Linked DNA regions of Mus musculus: regions 2 and 3 are each linked to region 1. The links are chromatin contacts, called in public HiChIP or PLAC-seq maps. All regions are on one chromosome and are shown on one strand. Each heading gives the region's core, a stretch centred on a gene start, on an enhancer-like site or on the middle of the called end of the contact. The rest is flanking DNA. Distances are from core to core; before and after follow the strand shown.

Region 1 (3,894 bases), core at 1,352-3,851:
ACAGACACTTAGTCAGGTTCTTAAGACACAATTTTTGTTATAGGTTTTCTAAAATATACGAATTTATCTTACAATTCCTTATTAGCACCACAGAGGCCTTAATAGGTGTTAAAACTTTACTTTGAGGTGAAGAAGGATGATTTTACAACAATGTTTTCTCTTGACAAGGAATTGCTGTGGGCACATAACTAAAATAAGCAGGTAATATTTAATTGCCATTGATTATAATTGATAACAATTATAAAAGCTTTCTTATTTTCTGCAAAGCCTTTTGTTCTTTGTCAGTTAATTTGTGTCTCACTTAATAGCACCTAACAAAGGCTTAAGTTCTCCTGTGGTGAGTTTAAGGTGAGGTCTTAGCCAATTAACATCTCCTGGAAGCTTTTGAAAATAAAATTTTGAAGCAAATCAATTTTTCGTTCCTAGATTTTCTGTACCACGATATTATGATATAACTAAAACCCTAAATATTAAAAGAATATTGCTTCTGAATCTTTTCTGGAGCAACAGCTACTCCCCAGAACTTAAAAGCTCCTTGTGTGGGAGCAAGGATTTAAAGTAAACTTCCCTTGAGAGGCATTAGCTAATAACATACTTTTCACTTAGGAAACAATATACTCTGAAAGATTCAAACTCTTAGCTTCTTATATTGAGGCAAAGACGCTAGGAATTTTTCTTATATAATGTAAAGCTATGTTAGCCATACCTACAGGCAAAATTTTCCAGTAATCACCAGTTCACTAGAAGCAAAACTCTTTACAATTATCAGAATGCAAAGGAAAAAACAAACTCTTAAATCTACAATACATGAAGTAGGCATGTCAAATCGCAATGTCCTGATAAATTCTACAGCCTGATTGACCCTTTTTATAAACTTAGAATTTAAACTTTATTAGAACAACATCTGGGTAGATCTGCAATAGTGTTCTTTCAGCTAAAAGAAAATTCCCCTGGAGGCCAGGAGAGGCAAGTTTCCAGAGCTTCCTTAGACACCATTTGCAAGACAAAAGAAAGTCACACAAACTGCACAGAAGCTGCTCTGAGCTTAGTTCCTCTTGCCCTGAGGACAGATTTCAGAACTTTTAAGTTTCTTTGCAATATTAGACTATAACTACAACCTTGGGAAAGCAAAACCCAATTTCAAAACAATTTATCACCTTAGAATCAACATTAAAACTTCACTACCACATTGCAAGATTTGGCTGCCAATTTATACCTATGAATACATGACAGTGCAAGCTTTAATGCTTCATTAAACAGACATTGCTTTAAATCTTATCTTAATCCTACTTTCTAGGATAAGAATTACATTAAATATTATCTCAACTAGAAGTATCCTTAGAGGCCTAGTTTTTTAGCCTGCTTTATGCCACGTGTTTGAAAGACTCCTGAGTTGCCAATTTAAAACTAACTTTCTAGTAACCAGTGTTACACCTTTTTTATCATACCCAATAACTTATAAGCTAATACTCTACGATAAAGACATGCAGAGCATATTACACATCTAAGACCAGTAAAAAGCCAAATGAAGCAGCTACACTTAGACCAATCAGAATTTTAATTTTTCTAGCTATAATTATAAAATAAAAAGCACTGTGTCATTAGCTAAACGCAATAATCATGATTGCAGAGAATTTTCTTAGGAAAAAAACCATCTATCAGCTTTTTCACCCCAAAACCAAGAGGCTGCAGACTCCCTTTCTCAAAAAAACTATTTTTTCCAGCAGGAGCCCTCCTGCTGTGCCTGATCCTGGCTAAAGCGTGTGGCCACTCTCTTGCTAAACCAGAAGATAAAGTTTTAGCCATCTTTACTTTCCAACATGAAACACAGAACATTCAGTCATTCAGACAACGAAACAAAACACACATGAATCAAAACATAAATGAACCAGTGCACCAGACATTAGACAACACAAAGAGGGCAGAGAACTGCTGTAGAGCCAGAGAGAATAAAGCAGGGTGTCCCCCAAATTCTCTCTGTCTCTGGGAGAGTTTCAAAATCCATTTTCCTCTATATATTTTACTCCATAGTTTTAAGCCCTATTCCTCTAGCCTGATGCAGTTCTCAACTGCGGACAACCGCATGTTTCATCATTTTAAACCCTATTCCTCTCGCCTGAAACAGCTTTTTTTTAAATATTTTTAAAGATTCATTTATTTATTATATGTAAGTACACTGTAGCTGTCTTCAGACAATCCAGAAGAGGGAGTCAGATCTTTTTACGGATGGTTGTGAGCCACCATGTGGTTGCTGGGATTTGAACTCCGAACCTTCGGAAGAGCAGTCGGGTGCTCTTACCCACTGAGCCATCTCACCAGTCCTGAAACAGCTTTTAAAAGCTGCAGACAACCGCCTGATTCACAGTTTCTAGTCCCACACATATTTCGCTGTCAAATCCTAAGTGGAAAAAGCGCAGGGTTAGCACTGTTCCAAACTTAGCCCGTATCCTTCAGCACCTCCAGCAACACTTTTTAAAAAATGAAGTTTAAAGTCAGTGCTAGCATAAATACCTGTTGCTCACCGTGCCTGATACGATCTCTGATTCTTTCTTTCCCTTGGAGCTCCACACAAAACAACAGATTCCTTCAGTGTTTTCCCGACATTCCCAAGGTCCCTGGCTCAGATGCCAATCTGTTGTATGCCGGCCTGTAGCCTACTTGAACCGGGTACACCTGGGAGGCAGGCTGGGGCTGAAAGAGACTTAGACAGCGAGAGATTATTGGAGACCAAGACATGATTCTGTTCAAGGCCCACCAGTTTACTAAGAGAGTGTGCTTATAAAAGGGGAAGGCTCATCCCCCACCAGTCCATTCTTGGTGTCTGGAGCCAGCCTGTAGGCAATGTGCAGAATAGGACATTCCTCCGGAATATCTCAGAGGCTTCTCAACAGGTAGCAGTGTCTTGGAGAGAGCAGTGGCAGGTGATAGAACAAAAGAGCCATCTAGGTTGGAAGGCTCCACCCTAGGTAATCTCCTTCTAGTGGCAGCAAGGTCAAAGTCTAGATCAGCCTGCTTCAGGGCTGAGGGAGGCTACAAAATTCCTTTTATTTTAAAAAACAGTTATTTGAGAATTTAATGCATTGTCTTCTGGTCACATCAAATACATCCCACCCCACCCCCATTCCCTACCTACTCAACTTAGAGCGGTTGTGGGGTATCCATAAGAGAAGACTACTCAGACATGGGTTTAAGCCAATACAAAGTCTTTATTAACCAGTCTTTCTTTTCATTTCAGCAGATTGGGATGTCTATGTGCTAAGTTTTATGGCCTGAATGGTACTTCCATTATGGAGTCAATTGTGCTAAAGTCTGGGGATCTGTTACAGTCCTTTTATCAATATGGCATTATCATTGTCTCTTTTAACTAATTTGGCTTGAGATCTGTTTGATCAGATCTGAATATAGTTAACCTTGCTTGCTTTGCTTAGAATTTTATTTTCTATCCTTTTGTTTTTAGTCTATGTATACCTTTGTTGGTAAAAGTGAGTTTCTTGCAGGCAGCACACTGTTAAGACTTGTTTTATTCTAATCAGACAACCTGTGATTTTTAATTAGAAAATTAAGTCCCTTTATGTGCACCACTGATCTATTGAAAGGCATGTGCTACTCCTGCCCTGATTTTGTTTTCATTCTAGTTACTTGAAATAATCTGTGTCCATTTCTGCTTTATTACTGCTAGAGTTGGGATGCTTTGCTAAACTGACAGTGTTTGGTTTGTTCCTAATTCTCATTTGACAATGTATTCATCTCACCCAGTGAATTTCTATTCAACATCATGAATTCATTTAGTTTATGCTAGTCTTAAAAGGTCTTTACTTCTCTTTCTATTTTGAATGATAACTTGGTTTGCTATAATAATTTATTTTCCTTCATGGCTTGAACGTCTTTCCTGAA
Region 2 (3,749 bases), core at 295-2,794, 35 kb after region 1:
TTTCATTTTATTAACCTACATCTTCACCTAATATTAACCTACATCTAGCTGTGAGCATCTCACATTTGGTTTGGCCACCTCAGCCTTGTCCAACCAGCCTTTTCTGACAGTCTTCCTCAGAGTGGTTCCTGGTGACCAGCTCCGAGTGACACTCTTACCGATAACCAGTTTCTCCTTTAAATAGCAGCTTATTCGATAAATTTGATCTAGTTTTGGCTCTGTGGAGTTTTTATTGCATTGTTTTTACTGCAATTCTTTCAGCAGAAAACCAAACAAAAACCTATGTGAAAGCAAAGTTGAAAGACTGACCCTTGTTCTTTCTGTCTTTTTATCATTATTATCATTATCATTATTATTATTATTTTCCTCTCGGTGCTGAGGGCAGAATCCAGAACCCAGTGCTCTATCACTGAACAAAATCCCCAATCCCACAACCACCCTTGTTCCTTCTGGAGTGCAGAAGTCAAGCAAAGCTCTCCTGGCATCCCACTCGGACGCCCACATATCTGACCGATTTCGAGGGAGCTCTGGATAGAGTGCACTAGATAACTCTGTAAAGATAAGGGGGAAACCACAGAGCTCATACCTGTGTGGTATGAGCTGCTTTTGTGAGACCCCAACTTAGAGCGTTTCTCCCTGGAAGGTAAAGCCCCTAGACGTTCCCCAAGCTTGTTTTCCCTGATCTCTAATGCGGAGACACTTAGGGAGACACTTCGTCCTCAGCTAGCTGATAATAAAACCTCTTGCAGTTTGCATCAGGTGTGGTTTTCTCTCGGGACACTGGGGTGCTGGCCAGCTCATCCCGGGACTTGAGCGGAGGCCCAGCTTTGGGGGTCTTACACTTTTAATAAAAACTAGTAAGAAAGAAAGAGTCCGGCTGGTAATTCCATCTTTAGTTTCCAAATTGTGGGCAATATAGATGGCAAATTTATAATCTGGAAGTGGACAAAGTAGAGATAATTAGGTACACGCGATGCATAAACGCTGAGCGGAAGCTGCTGGCACAGTTGGAGTAGGTCCGGAACGAATCTGAGCGGGACTTAGGAGCATTGGTCCGGAACACAGAGCCACAGCAGATCCTACCCAGGTTTTTATTTAGAGAACTCTCCCATACCCATAGGTCTCAGAGGGAGCGACACTGTCCTGAGACAACTGAAACCCTCAATAGTCTCTCAGAAGTGCCATAAATCTAAATAAAAACAGCGGTCGTTTCGGTCTTTTTAGCCAAGCCAAGCACTTACTAAGCTCATTCTAACCGTACCAGGTAGGTTAACACCTCCATTTTATGGATAAACACAGAGCTGAGGATGAGTAACTTGGGAAGGAAAGCGAGGAAGAGGATTCATTCAGGAGGTAAATATCTGCTGATTGAAGCCACCGCCGTCTTTATGCTCAGCATCTAATCAGCGGATGTGGTGTCTACTGAGGTCTAAAGGAAACTCAGCGGGGTAACTGGAGGTAAATTTCCGCAGATTGGCAGGTTTCCGCACCAGACCCTCCCTTTCCGGATTCCACAGCAAAGCCCGCCCTCGGGGCGGGGCTCCGGGGTCACGTGATGCTACGGCCCTTGTGCGCGCTTCCGGGTTGACAGACGCCGGGAGTCCGGAGCTACAGCGTAGTGGTGGCGGGGGCGGGGACCGGCGACAGGCCCGGTTAGTGCCCTCTGGGCAGCCGGGTGGGCTGACCGTAGCAAGTCCCTGCGGGGCGGCCCTGACAGGTAGGTCCGCGGCCGGTTGGTTCGGCCCGGGGCCTTGGGCCGCGGAACGTCCGCGGGACTCAGGCCCCAGGCCTGGGACGGAGCTCCGGGCGCCGCTGCTCAGAGCGGGGCCTCTGAATCCGCGCGTTATTTCACCGTAGATCTCCCTTGCGTGGGTTCGTTCCCATATTTCTCATATATGTTCCTATAGTCGAAACAGCTATTCCGTGTGTAGCATCGAGGCAGCACACCCCCAACTCCAACTTTGTGCCGCCACACTTTGAAAGTTTAATTACAAAGTTAACGGACCGGAGGGCCGTACAGACTTTTGAACCCGTTCTCTAATTTCCAGAGGAAATTCCCCACCGTAAGAGGTTATGTGGGTACTGGAGAGGCATCCAGCAGGGTAGCCGCAACAAGGGGAGGAACCCAAGGCTTGGCTTTCCAAGTAGAGTGTAGAAGGTGATAATGTAAAAAAAAAAAAAAAAAAAAAAAAAAAACTGGGTTGTGACAGCTGGAACACGAACAGTCTAGTTAGGCAATACTTCTTCCTAAATAAACATTGATTTTTTATTTCAGATTTAAGCCTCTTCAGAGTCTTCTGGAGAAAATGGCAGACACAACCCCGGAGCCTTGTGGGCAGCTTATGGTACACTCAGACACTCACAGTGACACTGTGCTGGCCAGTCTGGAGGATCAAAGGAAGAAGGGCTTTCTTTGTGATATTACTTTAATCGTGGAGAATGTGCATTTCCGAGCCCATAAAGCCTTGCTGGCCGCCAGTAGCGAGTATTTCTCAATGATGTTTGCGGAAGAGGGCGAGATTGGCCAGTCTATCTACATGCTGGAAGGCATGGTTGCAGACACCTTTGGCATCCTGCTGGAATTTATCTATACAGGTTATCTACATGCCAGTGAGAAAACGACAGAGCAGATCCTGGCTACTGCTCAGTTCTTAAAAGTCTATGACCTGGTAAAGGCATACGCAGACTTCCAGGATAACCATAGCGCCCCAAAGCCACCAGCTTTGAACTGCACTGGGACGCCAGTGGTGGTTATTTCCAATAAGAAGAACGATCCTCTGAAACGGAAACGGGGAAGACCAAGAAAAGCCAATGGTTTGCAGGAAGGGAGATCAGAACTGGCTGCAGAGGGAGAGCTGCAGCTGAGAGTGAACAATTCAGTTCAGAATAGACAAAACTTTGTGTTTAAAGAAGAAGACAGTGTCAAGCTGAGTGAGCAGACTCCAGAAGACAAGGAATCAGAGCCTGCTGGTGAGCCAGGAAGCGTGGAGGAGGTGCCTGCTGAAAAGGACGAGAACTTTGACCCCAAGGCTGGGGATGGACAGGAGAGCCAGAGTAGGTGCAGCAGGCGGAGAATCCGCAGGTCTGTCAAGCTCAAAGACTACAAGCTTCTTGGAGATGAAGATGACCAGAGTACTGCCAAGAGGCTATGTGGAAGAAAAAAGCGCTCCAGCGGTCCCGAGGCCCGGTGTAAAGACTGCGACAGAGTCTTTAAATATAGTCACTTCTTAGCAATCCACCAGAGACGCCACACGGGTAACTTCGATTTCCAGACGTGGTGCGATTGGTTGGGGAGTTTGGAATTGTGGTTGGGACGGTTGTGTTGTTTCTACATGGTAGACATGGCAATAAAGCCTTCGTGTTGTGTTTAGGTCTCGTTGTCACCTCACAGTAGGTACTATCTCCAGTGTGCAGATGAGGAGATGGTCTCCCTCTGTGCAGGCTCACCCATGACCCTTCAAGCCTGATTCACTAAGCAGTTCTTGCCTTTTGACTCATGACTGTTCCTCATCTTTGCGGAAGCATTCTCTTGCTCTGTTCTGTGGACATCTTTATAGTTTAGCCATCTTGTAAATATCTTCTGGGTGTCTCTGACTTGGCATTGGCCCTTGTGATTGAAGTACCTTTTGTCCTCTTCATGTGACAGATATGGTAGTCACTAACAACATACAGACCTTGTTTCCCTCTTACAGTAGCAGGCCTGGAACCCAGAGAGCATGCGCATGCCACCCGAGCAGTTACAGCTGAGC
Region 3 (3,919 bases), core at 879-3,378, 61 kb after region 1:
AGATTCAAGACCATATCATAGACTGACTTACAGACAGATGTCTTCTGTGGTATTAGAAAGTTTCTTTTCTGGCCCTACGCCCAGGAGATCAGAGGTTAGGAGGTAAGATAAGGAAATAAAAATAGCTTTGCAGAAAGACAGAACTTGGTCTGAGACACACACACACACACACACACACACACACACACACACACACACACAAAGAGGATCCTGTCCTTAGTGCCTCGAGACTTTAAACTAAGCGGCTGCTAGTGTAATGTTTTCCAAACCCATTAGAATGGGGCTCTTTGAAAATTGAATTTTCATGTGTGGGACATTTATTTTATTTAATCCAACATGAACTATAGTCAGTATGACTAGGCCAACTACTTTTAGCTCACATAAATACACAACTTCGGGTCATAACTCAAGATCCTAATAAGGGAAAAAATGCTTGTTTTACTCTGTACATTTCTGAGAATCGGCAACACGGAATAAAAAGGCCCCAGACCTGAAACTAGCTAAGGAAGTTGGGTCATTCAAAATGCTTCCATTTAGAGACCAGGAGACTGAGGTGTGTGTGCTGGTGGTGACTTTGAGACACAGTAGGCCTGGTACAGAAATCTGACAGAGAGACAGACAGACAGACAGACAGACCTTCTGGAGTCCTGAAGCTCTGTGGCTCTAAGGTGGGTCTTTAACTAGCAGCAAGGAAAGCTGGAAATCAGCAGGTTTTTAAGAGCTGAGGAACTCGTTCTGTGATCCTTTTAAAAGGCAGCCTTCACAGCCTTTAAATTTGTTGCTCATAGAGCCACACAACCCTGTTTGGCTACAACTGAAAGTCTCTGGGGGAACCTGGGTCTTTGTAAACAAGACACAGTAAGTTGCTGTAGTCCATCTGCTAATAAAAGGGAGAGGCATGATCCTGAAAGCCGGAAGCCCATCTCTACTGGGCTTTTTAGAACATTTTTTACACTGTGTGTTTAAGTATGGGTGTGTATGACATTCTGCAAATTTGTTCCAAGCAAAATGATGTCACTCTCAGGAACACAAGTGGGCCCAGCTCAAAGGCTTCCTGGCTTCCAAAGTGTGTGGCCTGGCTGGATTGTTGGCCTCTCCTGGCAGAGGGCTGGCATTTCCTCTTGCTTCTCTCTCTGCCTTCTTATCAGCTGCAGCTGTGTGTGTTTAGAGCTCAGGACTTACTGGGTACCCCAGTATATCTGGACAAAATGCAAAATGATTTATTCAAACACAAACCCAAAAAGATAGCCACTGGACCTTGGCTTTTGTTGGTCCCTGGACCTCAAGAAGAGAGATGTAGCCATTTTTTCCTAGGTTAAGCACTTCTGGGGTAGCGATTTTACTTCCTCATGATGTCAAACCTTATTTCAGTCCCGTGGTTTAACAGTGGTAGGTTGGGATCCAGAAAGGCCTGGGGCTGATAGCATCCATGCCACTGGCTGGTGAACATGTGCAGTCATGAAGCCTCATTGACATTTCAGTAAAATAGGTTTTGTTAATGCTCATGCAATAAATGAGAACTGCTGTTTTATTAACTTTAAAGCTGCTTGATTTTGAACAATTCCTTTCATGCTACAATTTCTTAACAGGAAATACTAAGAATTTGATTCCAAAGTTCCCTAGCATTGTCTGAGTCTTGACTTTAGTTCTGCACATTGAAGTTTTATCCTCTCCCACATACCCTTACCATCCTGTTTTTCTTAGTTGAAAACACACACACACACACACACCTGGTTGTGTGTGTACCTGGTTGAAAGATGTGGACCAGGACTTTAAGCTTTGTCTTTAGCCTGAGCCTGGGAGCCAGCCGACCTGTCCCAGGAGAGATGGACCCCCGCAACTGGATCGCCTGTGGCGCCAGGGGTGTGAATTTATCGGTGGGAGAGGTGAAGAGAGCTCAGACATCTGGCGCCACTCTCGGTTCTTGCAGCTTCAATAAACTTCTTGCCGGAGGCCTGCGCCCGCTCGGCCAGCTCTTGGAAGTGGCCTACAGCGTGGGTACCACCGGGGCGGACTCAGGCACGGTCACTCAAGTCTCTGCTCTCCCTGTCCCTGCCTGGCCAGACCGTTTGGAGGCCCCCAGCAGCCCCTGGTGTAGGCAGAACCACGCCCTACAGCACCACCCGGCAGGCGTGGGCGGGACCCAGGCTGTCCCCAGAGGAGGACTGCGGAGTACGGAGGTTCGGAGTAAGTCTTCCTCTGTGCTCTGCGCTGGCGCTGCGGTCCAAACTCTTTGGAACTCCCCGGTTTCTGCCACCAGGCATCTCTTGCTTTCCCTGCGCCACCCCTTCCTCTGCCCCTAGGCCTGGGACACCCTTCCGACAGGAAGCGGCTCTTCCAGCCCCAGAAACGCTGGTAAGTAATCCAGCGATGCCTGCTGTGCGTCCTCCTGCTCGCTGGGCTGGGGGTGAGGATAAGGAAGGGGGTGGGGAGCGCTTCCGGGGAAATGGGGTAGGGAGCCACGCCTGGCTGGTTTGGCGGGTCCTCTTGCCGGCCCTACCCAGATGAGCGCCTTTGTGCAGATTTTGCTGTCTAGAGTATTGGGAGCTCTCACCCCCGCTGCTCAAGGTCCAGCTCTCCATCCCTTTAGACGCTCCACCAATGGCACATCCTTTGTGCTTGTTTCCAGTCTGGGTACCTCTTTTATTTCCTTTAGCAGAGGTCGCTCCAACCCCCAGTCTCCCACTTCCAAGAGGGACTCCTGTCCTTTCTGAAGATCTATCCACTCTTGTCCTAGTGACCCCCTAGGGCAACCTTTGCCTCCTCCTACTACGCGGGCAATGAAGGGGCTGCTGGGGGATGATAGATCGGCCCACAACCCCCCCACCCCACCACCTAGTTGCCTCTCCCACCGAGAGCAACCCATCCCCCCATACTCTTCATCTCTTCCGGTGGCAGCGTGAGAAAGCCCTCCAAGAGCCCTTAAGCTGCGTGTGGGCTGGAGGGAAGGAAAGGGGTACAAAGAGAGGCCTTGTCTCCAGAGATTCCTGGGAGAGCACAGAGGAACGCCGTGGGAGTGAGGCTAGGGGTCGATTAGATGTGAGGGTCTGCGGAAGGGGTTGCTAACCCCACTCCTTCCCACAGCCCGTTGGAGCAGCGACGCAATCTCTTCTCAGGGGAAGTGTTTTGACCACAGTGAGTCAGAAGGTCTGTCATGCAGACAACAGTCACAACATTCTCAGGCTATTTGTGAGGGTAGTTTGGGTGGCTGAGAAGTGGAATCTACACAGGCAGTGTTGCCCCTTGTCAGGAGGCAAGCACGTGGAAAAGAACTTTGCCTTTGGGGAGAGGCACATCCTACAACCAGCGTGGCACTAAGTTCGCCAAAGGGCGCTGGCGAACAGAGACTTAGGAAGAAATGGGTGTGTGTCTGTGAGGCAGCCGCAGTTGAACTGGGGTGTTAGTTCCTGCTGTCTACAAGAAGGGAAACCTCCGCCCCCACCCCACCCCTGGCAGCCCGCTGAGAAACTCCCCCGTGTCCTACTTACAGGTCCTAGGGAACGCCCACTACAATTTCTTGTCCCCTGGGCCTCGGAGATCGCATATGAAAGCTGCCATGACACTGGTCGACAGGAGGCTCCCTTAGCATCCTTGTGCCCAGGACTACTGTGTTTTCATTTCTAAATTTGGCGAATTTCACTTTATAAGAGATAGCTGCTGTCTCAGAAGGGGTCGGGGGTGTGGATCATGGCCTGGGAGTGGACTGGAAGCAGAACCAATCAGAGGTGGACCCTGAGCTCCCTTGTGACAACGGCCTGCGCTGCTGGCTCCTCCCCCTTTCTTTTCCCTCCCTCCAATCTTGCCTTCTCTTTTTTTTCCCACAGACACTGGGTTTTCTCCCAGCTGCTCCTGCTGTCAACAGGGGCCCTACATGGCATCACCCGCCTCCACCAACCCAGCACATGACCACTTTGAGACC

The links. HiChIP or PLAC-seq counts read pairs in DNA pulled down with a chosen protein or histone mark.
Region 2: an H3K27ac HiChIP or PLAC-seq map of embryonic stem cells shows a contact between it and region 1, with 10 read pairs. The contact joins the promoter of Zbtb24 here to the enhancer-like site in region 1. A contact is called at or near these places in 2 of 484 Hi-C or Micro-C datasets (differentiating embryonic stem cells and myocytes), 4 of 115 datasets of contacts at active chromatin or transcription factors (all in embryonic stem cells) and 2 of 9 other capture datasets (adipose tissue and pancreatic islet).
Region 3: a contact with region 1 is called in an H3K27ac HiChIP or PLAC-seq map of embryonic stem cells, with 8 read pairs. The contact joins the promoter of Mical1 here to the enhancer-like site in region 1. A contact is called at or near these places in 1 of 484 Hi-C or Micro-C datasets (myocytes), 5 of 115 datasets of contacts at active chromatin or transcription factors (CD8 T cells and embryonic stem cells) and 3 of 9 other capture datasets (adipose tissue, liver and pancreatic islet).

Annotation. Positions count from the first base shown.
Region 1 is chr10:41,412,685-41,416,578 of GRCm38.p6, forward strand. All of the region lies in intron 31 of Ak9 (adenylate kinase 9), which reads left to right. Among named protein-coding and RNA genes, the nearest start is that of Gm25626, 27 kb to the left of the region's middle. Within about 2 kb of position 2,602, at least 7 of the 459 cell types and tissues checked have an H3K27ac peak or open chromatin away from gene starts, as enhancers often do. A contact at or near this core is called in embryonic stem cells, where this site is marked.
Region 2 is chr10:41,448,814-41,452,562 of GRCm38.p6, forward strand. Zbtb24 (zinc finger and BTB domain containing 24) reads left to right here and starts at 1,545. Exons shown (of 7, transcript NM_153398.3): 1 at 1,545-1,717; 2 at 2,276-3,255. The coding sequence starts at 2,307.
Region 3 is chr10:41,474,186-41,478,104 of GRCm38.p6, forward strand. Mical1 (microtubule associated monooxygenase, calponin and LIM domain containing 1) reads left to right here and starts at 2,129. Exons shown (of 24, transcript NM_138315.2): 1 at 2,129-2,355; 2 at 3,825-3,919. The coding sequence starts at 3,872. Gm51797 (a long non-coding RNA gene) reads right to left here and starts at 3,855. Exons shown (of 2, transcript XR_003948996.1): 1 at 3,489-3,855.